Regions from separate parts of the Sus scrofa genome. Here region 2 is linked to region 1. The links are chromatin contacts, called in public HiChIP or PLAC-seq maps. All regions are on one chromosome and are shown on one strand. The core of a region is the stretch at or near the end of the contact, and the rest is flanking DNA. Distances in the headings are between cores, read along the strand shown. Region 1 overlaps LPP (lipoma-preferred partner). Region 2 overlaps LPP (lipoma-preferred partner).

Region 1 (5,360 bases), core at 88-2,587:
AGCTGAACAGTCAGTTCTTTTATTTGCTGTCTTGCTTTCCTGCGAGCATTTTATCCAGACTTTTAGCAATGACTCCCAGTCCTGGCTGCACAGTAAAATCACCTGGGGAGATTTTAATTATAACCATCCCTGGGTCCTGCCTTCTAGATATTCTGATTTAAATGGGTGGGGATGGGACCCTAGGTCTCAGCATTAAAAAAAAAAAAAAAAAAGCATTTCAGAGGATTCCAATGTTCAGCCATAATCAGTGCTTTAATGACAGAAAAGCTCTCTCTTTAGTCTTTCGTTGATATGTATACCTTCTTCTGATCCCAGCGAACCCTCAGTCTTATTCTATCAAGAGGCAGAATTTACACACCAAAAATATTCGTGCCTTTTTTGAGGTGTCTTTGACTTTGGAGAGGGTGCTACAGGAATGGATATAGATGCTGATATCAGTGGCGTTAGGATGGGAATGAGCCACTTTGGTTAGGATCATTGGGAGCAACCAAAAGAAAGAACTTTGGTTTTGCTATCTTCCTTCCTAATTCATTCTCCCTTCATCACCCTCCTGCCCCCATACCAGATTTTCAGCATTGAAGTAGTGTGTTTTCTAGTTTGGTGTATTCATAGTCACATCCAACAATTTTACTCCTGAGCCTATTGTGGCTTATTTACACTAGTTGGATATATGTTTATAGCCTCGTTACTTTTTGTTCACTGACTTAATTTACTACTACATGGAAGAGAATGGTTTCAATTGAGGAGATGACTATGTACACAGTACACATACAGAGGGACTCCATCTTGCTTTGGTGGAAGTATACCCAGACTCTCAGCCTGGCACTCTGAGTTCTTTCCATCATCTGATGCCAGTCTTTCTCTCTAGAATTAAGGCCACTCTTTACTGTCCCTGGGCTCCAGCCAGCTGAACTGTACCCTGGGCCAGGATCTGCCTGATCCCAGCCTTTGTTCCCTTCTTACCCTGGTGAAACATTACCTCTGTCCCTCATCCCAGTGGCTAGAAATAACCTTTTCTTTCCTAGAACCCCACACTGCTTTGAGTGGGAACACTTTTAGAACTTGTCGCATTGTACCTTGAGCTATTCTTATTTATGCGTGTGTGTAATTCTTCCCCTCTGTAAGCTTCTAGAGGGTGGGGCAGCCCCAATTCTGATGTCTCCTGCGGTGCCAAGAATATTGGAGGCATTCCCTAAATGTTTTTTGAATAAATGTGTTACTTTTAGCTCAATTCAGCAGTTGTCAAAAATTAACCTCAAGAGATGTTGGTAGCTTTGGTGAACATTTGGAGAGGTCTACTGTGATGGAGTGAAATCCGGTGACCTAGTTACAGAATATCCCCTGCAGGCTCCCTGGCGAGGAAGGCTCATGTTTAAACTCTGTGAAAGAAGAGCCTTGGCTTATTTATGGCAGTGGTTGTTTACGTGTCTTTTAAAATGACCACTCCCCTCCCCCCTTTTAAAGTATAAAAGCAATGCGTTCTCATGCAGGAAAATTGGAAATTTCAGAGGGCTAAAGAAGAAAATAAAAACCACCTCTAATACCTTCTCTTATTATTAATAAAACCTGTTCTATTTTAACAGTACATGATAATGCAGGGTGCTGTATTTGGAGGAGAGAGTTTGCTTTTTTTTTTTTTTTTTTTTCCTTTTGGCTTTTTAGGGCCATACCTGCTGCTTACAGAAGTTCCCAGGCTAGGGGTACAATAGGAGCTACGGCTGCTGGCCTACACCACAGGCACAGCAATGTGGGATCTGAGCCATGTCTTCGACCACAGCTCACAGCTTAACCCACTGAGCAAGGCCAGGCATTGAACCCATATTCTTTTAGATCCTAGTTGGGTTCGTTACCACTGAGCCATGACCAGAACTCCCAGAGCTTGCTTTTTTGTATTTTTTATAACTTGTGTCAGGTTCGGTGTGTCCAGTGGGTGGGCTATAGTTGTTATTATGTGGGCTGTTTTTATCATCATCATCATTACTGAAACTAAACCAAAATAGATATTGCCACCATTGGTACAGCTCAAGAAGGTCTTCACTGGCTGCACTGTGGTTGAGCACTGTACATTTACAAGTGCTTGTACTCTTTTTTTTTTTTTTTTAAACAACTGTCTCAACAACAGCCACATAGATGACATTGGATGAAGCCAGTGTTTCGTAAGACAGTGTGTCTGGAGTATGGTGGTGAGATTTTGGGGTGGCCACTGGAGGGGGCCAGGTGGCAGGCCTGGCTAAGGGCAGTGAGAGGGGCTGGAAACACGTCCTATGAGAGGCCTCCATGGCTCTTGCTCCTTTATTGGAAGATGCTCTGAGCCTACAGCAATCACTTCATCTTGGTGTACAGTCCATTGTCCTTGCAATATTTTCACCCACAGTAATGGATTTTTACTAGTTATGCAAAAAGAGGAGGGGGTAATTTTAAAGATTGAGGGACCCCCTCTCACAGTGTATTGTGTGTATACCAGATGAAGCTGTTGGGGAAGTAAGATTTGTGTTTAGAAAGCATGTTTGGGCAAATGCATGGGCTGGTGGGTGTGGTTTTATTTTTATTTTTTCTCTCTTTTTAAGTTTTTATCTTGTTCACTTTTATTTTTAAGTAGTTTTATTATTTTTTTAGAAAATGTTTTCTGAGCACCAGAGAAAATTCGAACAATGAAGAAAAGTACGAAGAAGAGAATAGAAATCTCTCCAAATTCATTCTTTAGTGAAAATTATTGTTGAAGTTTTGGAAAACACGTTTTAAAATCTCTCTTTTTGTGTGTGTATGTATATATGTGTATATATGCGTGTGTGTGTGTGTGTGTGTGTAGTATAGATACAGGCATACCCATATTTACATGAATGAGTAATTGCAGGCTTTTCTATGATGTACCTTTTCACTAAACAACATGGCTTGAAAACATTTTAATTTCAATAAATGTAGACCTCTCACACTCAAAGTGTAATGTTCTTAAAGAATGGTGGTAATATTTAAAACCTTCTTTGTATATATATGTATATATATTTAATGAAATGTATGTATACTCATGGCTTCATGATTAAAAATATTTCTTTAGATATAATTGGATAGTATCAGCTTTACCTCTATAGTAGTTCCAAGAAAGGTCCTTTGTTAATTGAGGACATACTGTCTAAGTGTTTCGAATGGAGCCAGCACTGTGCTTGGTGCAGGGATCAAGAATCTGAGATGCTGCTCCTTCCCTTCTGGGTTCAACCTGGCCAAAGTGCAAACACCTAGAAGCCCCAAGTGCTGCCATGGGTGGGTGAGTGGGAGCCCAGGGGACAGTGATGACAATCATTGTTATTGAGCTGCTGCACTCTCCCGATATTCCCTGCAATATGATTCTGGTTATTATTAGAATTAATTAGTAATAAAATTAATATTAAAAATAGTGGTTATTTTGGTAAAAGTAACATGTGCTCCTGTTTTAAATTTAGAATGTACAGGAAAGTATAAAAGAAAAGGAAAACCACCTGTAATCTCACCCTTGACAGGTAACTACTCTGACACTTTATTTGTGGAGGTCTGTTTGGCTTTGTGACCCCAGGTTTTTTAACTGAACTCACTCTCCACAACCTAGTTCTCAGCTCTACTTTACATAACATTTTTAAAGTGTTCAAGATTAAAAAATCATATTTTAACCAAAATGCACTTTCTCTCTTTTGACACCTCCCAATCTCACACACACATACACACAATCACACAAAGGGCATCGATCACTCTTGTTAAGAACCAACCTCTCATTTTGCTGATAGAAAAACTGAGGTTTAGAACTTATCCAAGATTATGTTAAAAAAAAAAGTGGGAATCAACCCTTCAGCCGAGGTCTCCTAAATTCTTGTTCAGTGCTCTTTCTTTTCTACAATGATGCCTCTGTACTAGGTCATAGAAATATGGATGGAGAGAGAAAAGGAAAAACACGTCAATTCTAAAGAGTGCAGTTTTTTTTTTTTTTTTTTTTCCTGCATCCTCTTGCTGAGCTATTTTGGTGACTATTAAGCACATGCACAATCCTGCCTGTCAGAATGTTCTGGCTGGACCAAGAGGCCATTCACTGCTGACTGCCGCCATGCTGTCCCTCTATCATGGCAGGCTGCACGGAATCCTGGGCACAGAAACTAGATGGGAACAGTCTTTTTCAATGTAAAATCAAATTTCAGGGTCTGAGTGTACACGGAAAAAAATTGCTGCCTATTTTGTTAAACTGTACCTAACAATGAAACAGTGATAATAAGAGTGTGTTACTGGCTGGGGGTAGGGCAGTGGGTGATGTTGGGGTTGATTCATCTTAGTCTCTAATTCACTCATGAGTTCCAATGAGTCTCATACATGGATACAAATTATTAATTCTCTCTAGATGTGACCTTATCATTCTAGCTCCCCAAACCTTCAGATGTTTCCTTTTGCATATAGAACCAATCATGGACTTCTGCTTGGCATTTAAGGCCCTCTATGATATATCCTTGACATTGATATAATAAAAAGATGTAAAAATGTAGCAGTTAAGAGCCAGACTTGGCAGCCAGACTGCTCCACTACTAATAGCACTGTTACCTGGGCAGGTTACTGACCCTCTCTGTTTCAGTTTCTTCATGTGTAAATTGGGAACAGGATTGTTCTGGGGATTAAGTGCGTTAGAATTTGTAAAGGTTTACCAGTGACTTGGTCGTAATCCATCACATAGAAAGTGCTTTACTTGTTTATTAAATTGGTACGTTTCCAGCTCTTCCACCAATAGCACATCCCTTTTGCATTAGACTTTGAGTCATTCCTGAGACGGTCACCTCATTTTGCTGCCTCTGTGCAGCTATGATTCTCACTTTTAACAAGTTGGCTCTCTCATTTCATTTCTGACTGTCCAACTCCTCATCATCCTTTTAAGGACAATTTCAAGTGCATTTTTATCCATTTCCTTCTTTACTCATTCACATTCTTCATTCCTTTAACAAATTTTTACAGAGCATCTTTTGTGCCAGGGACACAGTTTCTGAACTCGGGAAGGTCTGTTACTTCTGCCACCCTCACCCTTCCATTGACATATTGCCATCAACCTTGCTTTACAGTTTCTAATGGATTGGTTTGCTCTCCCCTGCTAGAATATTGGCTCTTTGAAAGTAGGGTGCTTAATACTAGGTGCTTATTGAGCTATATTTAAATTGAGTAAATGAACAAATAAAGACTTATCCTTTGTGGGTATAATACCTTCTAATAAACGCAAGAAAATAGAAACAATATTGTGTGTGTGGTAGAGGGAGGAAGAGAGAGAGCAAGAGGGAGAGTGGGATAGAAATGTTGAATGAAGAGAAGGATAATCCTGGTTCTTAGGGCAGTGAACTACTTCCAAGTTGAAGAAAAGCAAA
Region 2 (5,875 bases), core at 2,005-4,504, 210 kb after region 1:
TAAACTTGGGGATAAGGGTGACACAAGAAAGAGAAGATTCACTTTGTAAGAAATGTAGCTTTACTGGAGGTAAAGGATTCGGTTTATGAGAGTCCCCCAGAGAGAGAAAGAGAGAGTGAGCAGCAGCTCAGCCATTCCATCTTTTCCCTATAGTTTGTTTCATTTCCTTTAGTGTTTAAAGGAGTCTGTGCCTGTCCTACAACCACCTCCTGTTTTGAACTGTAGATGACACATTGAGATGATATGTTGTTATATTTTGGGGGGCAGATCATTCCTAAGACCCAAATCTTTCCATTTTTTTGGTCTTAGAATTAAGTGTGAAAATTCTATTTCTCTTATCTTCTGTTTTTTTGGGGACACTCAGATGAAAATAACCCATTTTGATAGCACTGTCTACATCAGTAAGTAAAGCTTTACCTTAAAAAATATATTTTTTGTAACATTATTTTAAAGTCCATATGCTTCTATTCTATTATGAATTCTCTATTTAGAGCAATAAGTAATTCCATGGCTTTCAATGGTATATTGGATGTATGATGTATATTGAAAAAGAGAATAGCAACTTTCCCCTGGACAGAGATATGAGGATTCAAGCCATAGCTAACTATGATATGGGGACTTGAGAGTCAAGATCCTGACTTCATATGACCTGCCTCAGAACTTCACAGAGGACCTGCCTGGCTCAGGCTCAGATATTCCATTGAGAGATGATGAAACACTTAAATAAAAAATAGTGCACCAGAAGAGTATTTACTGTGCACATCTAGGAGACTTCACCATTTTTATTTTCATTTTCCAACAAGCCATTTTCTTAAGTTGAAATGTGCCTGTTGGATTGTTATCATTTCCTTTTAGCTCATTGAAAGCCATACAGTGTCACTTTAATTCTCTTCTGATCCAGTGGAGATAGAAACCAGTTTGGGGCCTGGTGACTACTACCAAGAAGTAATTCTGTTATTATAGATTCTGTCAGTGAAATTTTCGCCCTTTCCTTCTCCCACCCTGTTTCTTTCCCTAAACTGGGATTTAAACCCCAGATTATCATGAACTTAAGTCATTTCAACTCTGTTGAAATGGTTCTTGCATGTTTCTGCCACCTCCCCTGATTCTCCAATGACTGCCCTTTTTCTGACAAGTTCTTCTACCTCTGTTAGGCAGGAAACACTTTTAATGGTTTGAACCTCCTTCTTCCACCAATTTTCACTAAAAATGAACTTCCACGTTTCCTCTGCTAGATCTGAAACTGTTCTCTCAGAACCCTGTTCTTTTTTTCTGTCCCTAATTTTTTAGGTAGCCACTCAGTCTTCTCCCTTTTGACCTTCTGTCTTCTCTCTGTAGAAGTCCCAACTTTCATAGAGTCAACTTCGATCCCTGTCTACTCAATGGCTTGAACTGGTTAGTTATGATTCTTGGCACTATGTCTTCCTTTGACAATGTTTGTGCCATTTATTCATAGAAAATCTTTCCACAGGGAAGACCTTCACCTTCTTTGCATTCAACATGTCCACAAATTCTACTCATCCTCTTCCCCCAAAACTTTCATTCTATTAGAGGTATTTCATTGTCTCTTAAATTCTAAAATCTGTGGTCATTATTAATATGTCTTACTTTTAAAATATTATCTATCACCAACATCTGAGCTGTCTATCTGTCTATCTGTCTGTCTGTCTATTTATCTGTCATCTATCTATCTGTATGTATTTGTTCAAAATGAGTTTCAGGTTTGTTCTAGTCTCTTCATTTCCCAGTATGATATCCTATCTCATTCCTTCTCCATCTCACAATAGAACTCATTGCTTTATGGGTCCCTCCCCTCCTTCAGCTGTACTTCGCTAACCCAATTAGTCTTCAAAAATTTTTATTTTCATCCTATGGCTTTTTGCTGACTGCTACATTAAATTTCCCCTCTTGGTTGATTTTCAGAGTACTCCAAGACCTTTAAACACACTTCACCTCCCACTGTGCTCTTTCTGTCTTCTCTTTTGTGAGACCAATGTCCTCATTGTCAACTTCTCATGCCGAGTTAATTTCCCTTGTGTGTTTCTTGCTCCCTGAAGCATCCTCATCTCTCAGCTGATGAGAAATACTCCCCATTTTTTTAAAGCTTGATCCATACCCTCTAATACCACCAGCTCATCCTGATCTCTCCCTTCTTTGCTTCCAGACCCTATTGACAGGGTGGTTTGGTATAGTGCCAGGAAGCCCTACTCTATTACTTATCAGTTGTGTTCCATCTTCACATGAAAAATGGGAACAATAGCTTAGAAAGTCATTTTGAAGATTAATTAAGGTAAAGAATTTAGAGTATCCAGTAGTATCTGGTTCATAGTAAAGGCTACAATGTATTAGTTAATGTATAAATCAGTTAATTACGTTTCATTTTCCTGCCACTGAATATATGCCTTTTTTGGGACTGATTTAATTATGCTATGTAACTACAAACTATATATCATAAAGCCAGAATCAAAATATGCCATAGGGGAGACCTATAGAAATCACTTAACATCACGAATTGTAGAGCCTCACCTTTTAAAGGCTCATAATCCAGCTCATCTTTCCTGTGATGCAGAAATGGATACCTAGATTTCTTAAGTCAGCTGCCCCAGATGACACATTTGGTAGGAGAGCTGGCCTCAACCCCAGATGGAGGTTTCTGGACTTACAGGTTTGAATGTTTTCAATTATCCTCTTGTTTATTCCCCTTTTAGAAACTGTTTGAAGGCTGGATTACAGCTCACATTCCTCCATCACCCATAGTCTTTAACCTCATTAAGGGATATGTGGTTGATAGTTGTGGATTTTTGATTCATTCCTTGTTTTGGCCATAAGAATTCTCTGGAAACATCTATGGAGTATGGATTATACATGGGCTTATCACCCTTTTGATGCTTTTAATACTGTTGTAAACATACAAAGGGTCCAACATGTACACTGCTGTGCCTTGGTTCAGTGTGGTGGGGAAAGCAAATGGGAGAGGAAGTTATATACATCTTGAGGAAATCAAGCTTTTCTATTTTTAGCCCTTGCTACTGTTTGAAAAGTACAGTCCTGTTCATGGCAGTCTGGCATGTGTTTCCTTAGTACCATTTCAAACAGGGAAAAAATAAATATGGGAATTTTTTGTAGTGAAAATAGTTACTTAGTGAAATCACGTAAGTTCCTTCTTTTCCTCTTGATGAAACCTCAAACCCACTAGGCACAGATTCCTCAACCTCAACTATGCATGTCAAAGGCTCATGCAGAGGAGGAAACTGCAGTCAGCAAAACCAAGTACAGCACAATGTGCTCTGGTGCCTGAGAGAGAGGCCAGGGAAGGCTGGGGGAGGGGAGGGTGAATTCCTCCGTCAGTGGAGTCTTAGCCACCTACCAGATGGTGCCCCTGGAGAAAACTGAATCCTGAACTATATAGATAGAGACACCTAGTGTCACAGCCCTTTGCTTAAACTGTTGCTCCTGCCTGAGTCTCAGCTCTTCTTTCCCTGAGTGCCTAACAGCCACTCCCCCAATTCAAATATGTAAATTGCTTCTCTTTAGCTGTTTAGATGACATTTTGGGGATTTTTCTAATCTGAGACTGTGTTAGTTCTCATAAGAGAACAGTAAAGAATCTTATGAAAGACAGGATAAACACCTGGTCTCTATTTATTTTATTCTATTGTTCTTTTCTTTTTTTCTTTCTTTAGCACCGCATGTGCAGCATTTGGAAGTTCCCAGGCTAGGGGTCGAATCAGAGCTGCAGCTGCCAGCCTACACCACAACCACGCAGGATCTGAGCAGCATCTGCAACCTACACCACCACTCATGGCAACACCAGATCCTTAACCCACTGAGTGAGGTCAGGGATTGAACCTGTGTCCTCATGGATACTAGTTGGGGTTGTTACCACTGAGCCACAATGGGAACTCCCACCTGGTCTCTATTTAGATGGATTTTCTATAACAGAGCAGGCCTTGGTCAGAAGAGGCAATGGTAGGGTGGTTTGGAGTCTACTGTATGAATTGAGGCAGACCAGACCCTGCATTAGGGTGATGGCCATGACCATGGTGAAGGTTGGCTAGAGTCCAGAGTCATTGGGAAAGAGGAAGGAATGACAAATGGAGGAGTCTGAGATACTTTTCAGGATCGTGACTTTCTTCAGTAAAGAGATATTTGCTTCCTATCCTAGTGTTTACCAAATAGGAAGTTCCTCTGAAAAGTGAGAACTCTGAGCTAAGTGCAATGTGAACCTTACTAAAGGAAATGTTGATACCGTAGAGAAAAGATTACGCCTCATTAAGGAGAGGGACTATACAGTCTCCAGATATAAACAACTCTACTTATATAAAATTGTGATGGTAGGGTGAGAATAATACATTGCTGTAATGAATGCTAATTTGTGGATATTGCTGTATTGTTGTCAATGTTTTTTAATTGAATATGTATTAATCTCCAACAGGGTGCTATGAATAATGCCAACTTACAGTTGATTTATCAGAAGACTTTATAAACACTAGTAAAATGGAAAGTCACAGCACCCCTTCAGGGTGGTAAATGTGGTTGCCATTTGTACAGATGAGGACAAGTGAAGTGGATTGTGTTTGCTCTGTTGGCACCGTGGGTGAGAATGTGAAACTGTCAAATGAGAGAAAAGTCTTTTCCCTGTCCCTGGGAACTGGGTTAGAATACATTAGTAAAGAGCTCTCCTTAAATGTGTTCAGAGTTGTGGGATTTTAATTAAATCATTCTGGTTATTGTTAGCACTTGCATTAGCACCTGATATCCAAATTCCAGGCCAGCAGATTTCAAATCAAGTATGGGAAAGAATTCGGGTGAGGCTTGCAAAGGGTTTGTTAAATGCAGATCACTAGGCCCTGCTCCCAAAGGTTCAGATTTGGTAAATCTGGAAAGGTGGGTGGGGGGCTAAGGATTTTCCCTTTTTTTTTTTTTTTTGGTCTTTTTGCCATTTCTAGGGCCGCTCCCGCGGCATATGGAGGTTCCCAGACTAGGGATCTAATCAGAGCTGTAGCCGCCGGCCTACGCCAGACCCATAGCAACTCGGGATCCGAGTCGCGTCTGCGACCTACACCACAGCTCACGGCAATGCCGGATCCTTAACCCATTGAGCAAGGCCAGGGATCGAACCCGCAACCTCATGGTTCCTAGTCAGATTTGTTAACCGCTGCGCCACGGCAGGAACTCCAGGATTTTCCCTTTTAATGGGGGTCTGAGGTGCTTCTGTCCCCAGAGGAGGCTCAGCTTTCCTTCAAACCTCAGCCTTTTCTTTCTTATAGGATAGGACCTATCTTTAGCCACTCAACTCTAGCCTCATCCTGAGACCAAGACTTGTTACTTAATATCTGTAGGGTCTCAGCTCACTTAGTATAATCCTGCAATCCTCTCATTTACAGAACACACTAAGACCTTCTGTACCCTTAGTGTTCTATTGGACATGTTGTTCCCAAGACCTCAGCCCACTTTGTTTTCAGAGTATCCCTTTGCAGTTTGTATTCTTATTCTTCTATTTCATATGCAGGACTAATGCTGAGAGGAGATATGACTTGGTGTGATGTTGCACTGCTATAAATCCTTTGGGCCTAAATCCAAGTAGACACCCAGATTCTGCTTTGAACCACAGTTGGGGACAGAGCCTCTGGAACTGGTTTAAGTGGAATTTATCATAAAGAAAAAAGTTCATGATGGAATATGTATAGTGAGGGCAGGGGTGGTAAAAATAACAAATTCAGTTTTTCGTTATTTCTTTGTTATTTGTCCTGGTTCTTTAATATAGACTAAGTATTGAACTATTGCTAAGTAAATAGTAGCCATTTGATTATTGCTTGACTCTACCTTTTCTATGAATAGGAAGCATTTCTCAGGAAAGCCTCAAAAGGGGCCTG

The links. HiChIP or PLAC-seq counts read pairs in DNA pulled down with a chosen protein or histone mark.
Region 2: a contact with region 1 is called in an H3K27ac HiChIP or PLAC-seq map of skeletal muscle. The contact joins two enhancer-like sites. A contact is called at or near these places in 1 of 47 Hi-C or Micro-C datasets (embryonic fibroblasts) and 2 of 2 datasets of contacts at active chromatin or transcription factors (alveolar macrophages and skeletal muscle).

What each region holds. Positions count from the first base shown.
Region 1 is chr13:125,884,389-125,889,748 of Sscrofa11.1, forward strand. All of the region lies in intron 2 of LPP (lipoma-preferred partner), which reads left to right. Among named protein-coding and RNA genes, the nearest start is that of LPP, 100 kb to the left of the region's middle. Within about 2 kb of position 1,338, at least 12 of the 83 cell types and tissues checked have an H3K27ac peak or open chromatin away from gene starts, as enhancers often do. A contact at or near this core is called in skeletal muscle, where this site is marked.
Region 2 is chr13:126,095,112-126,100,986 of Sscrofa11.1, forward strand. All of the region lies in intron 4 of LPP (lipoma-preferred partner), which reads left to right. Among named protein-coding and RNA genes, the nearest start is that of MIR28, 180 kb to the right of the region's middle. Within about 2 kb of position 3,255, at least 18 of the 83 cell types and tissues checked have an H3K27ac peak or open chromatin away from gene starts, as enhancers often do. A contact at or near this core is called in skeletal muscle, where this site is marked.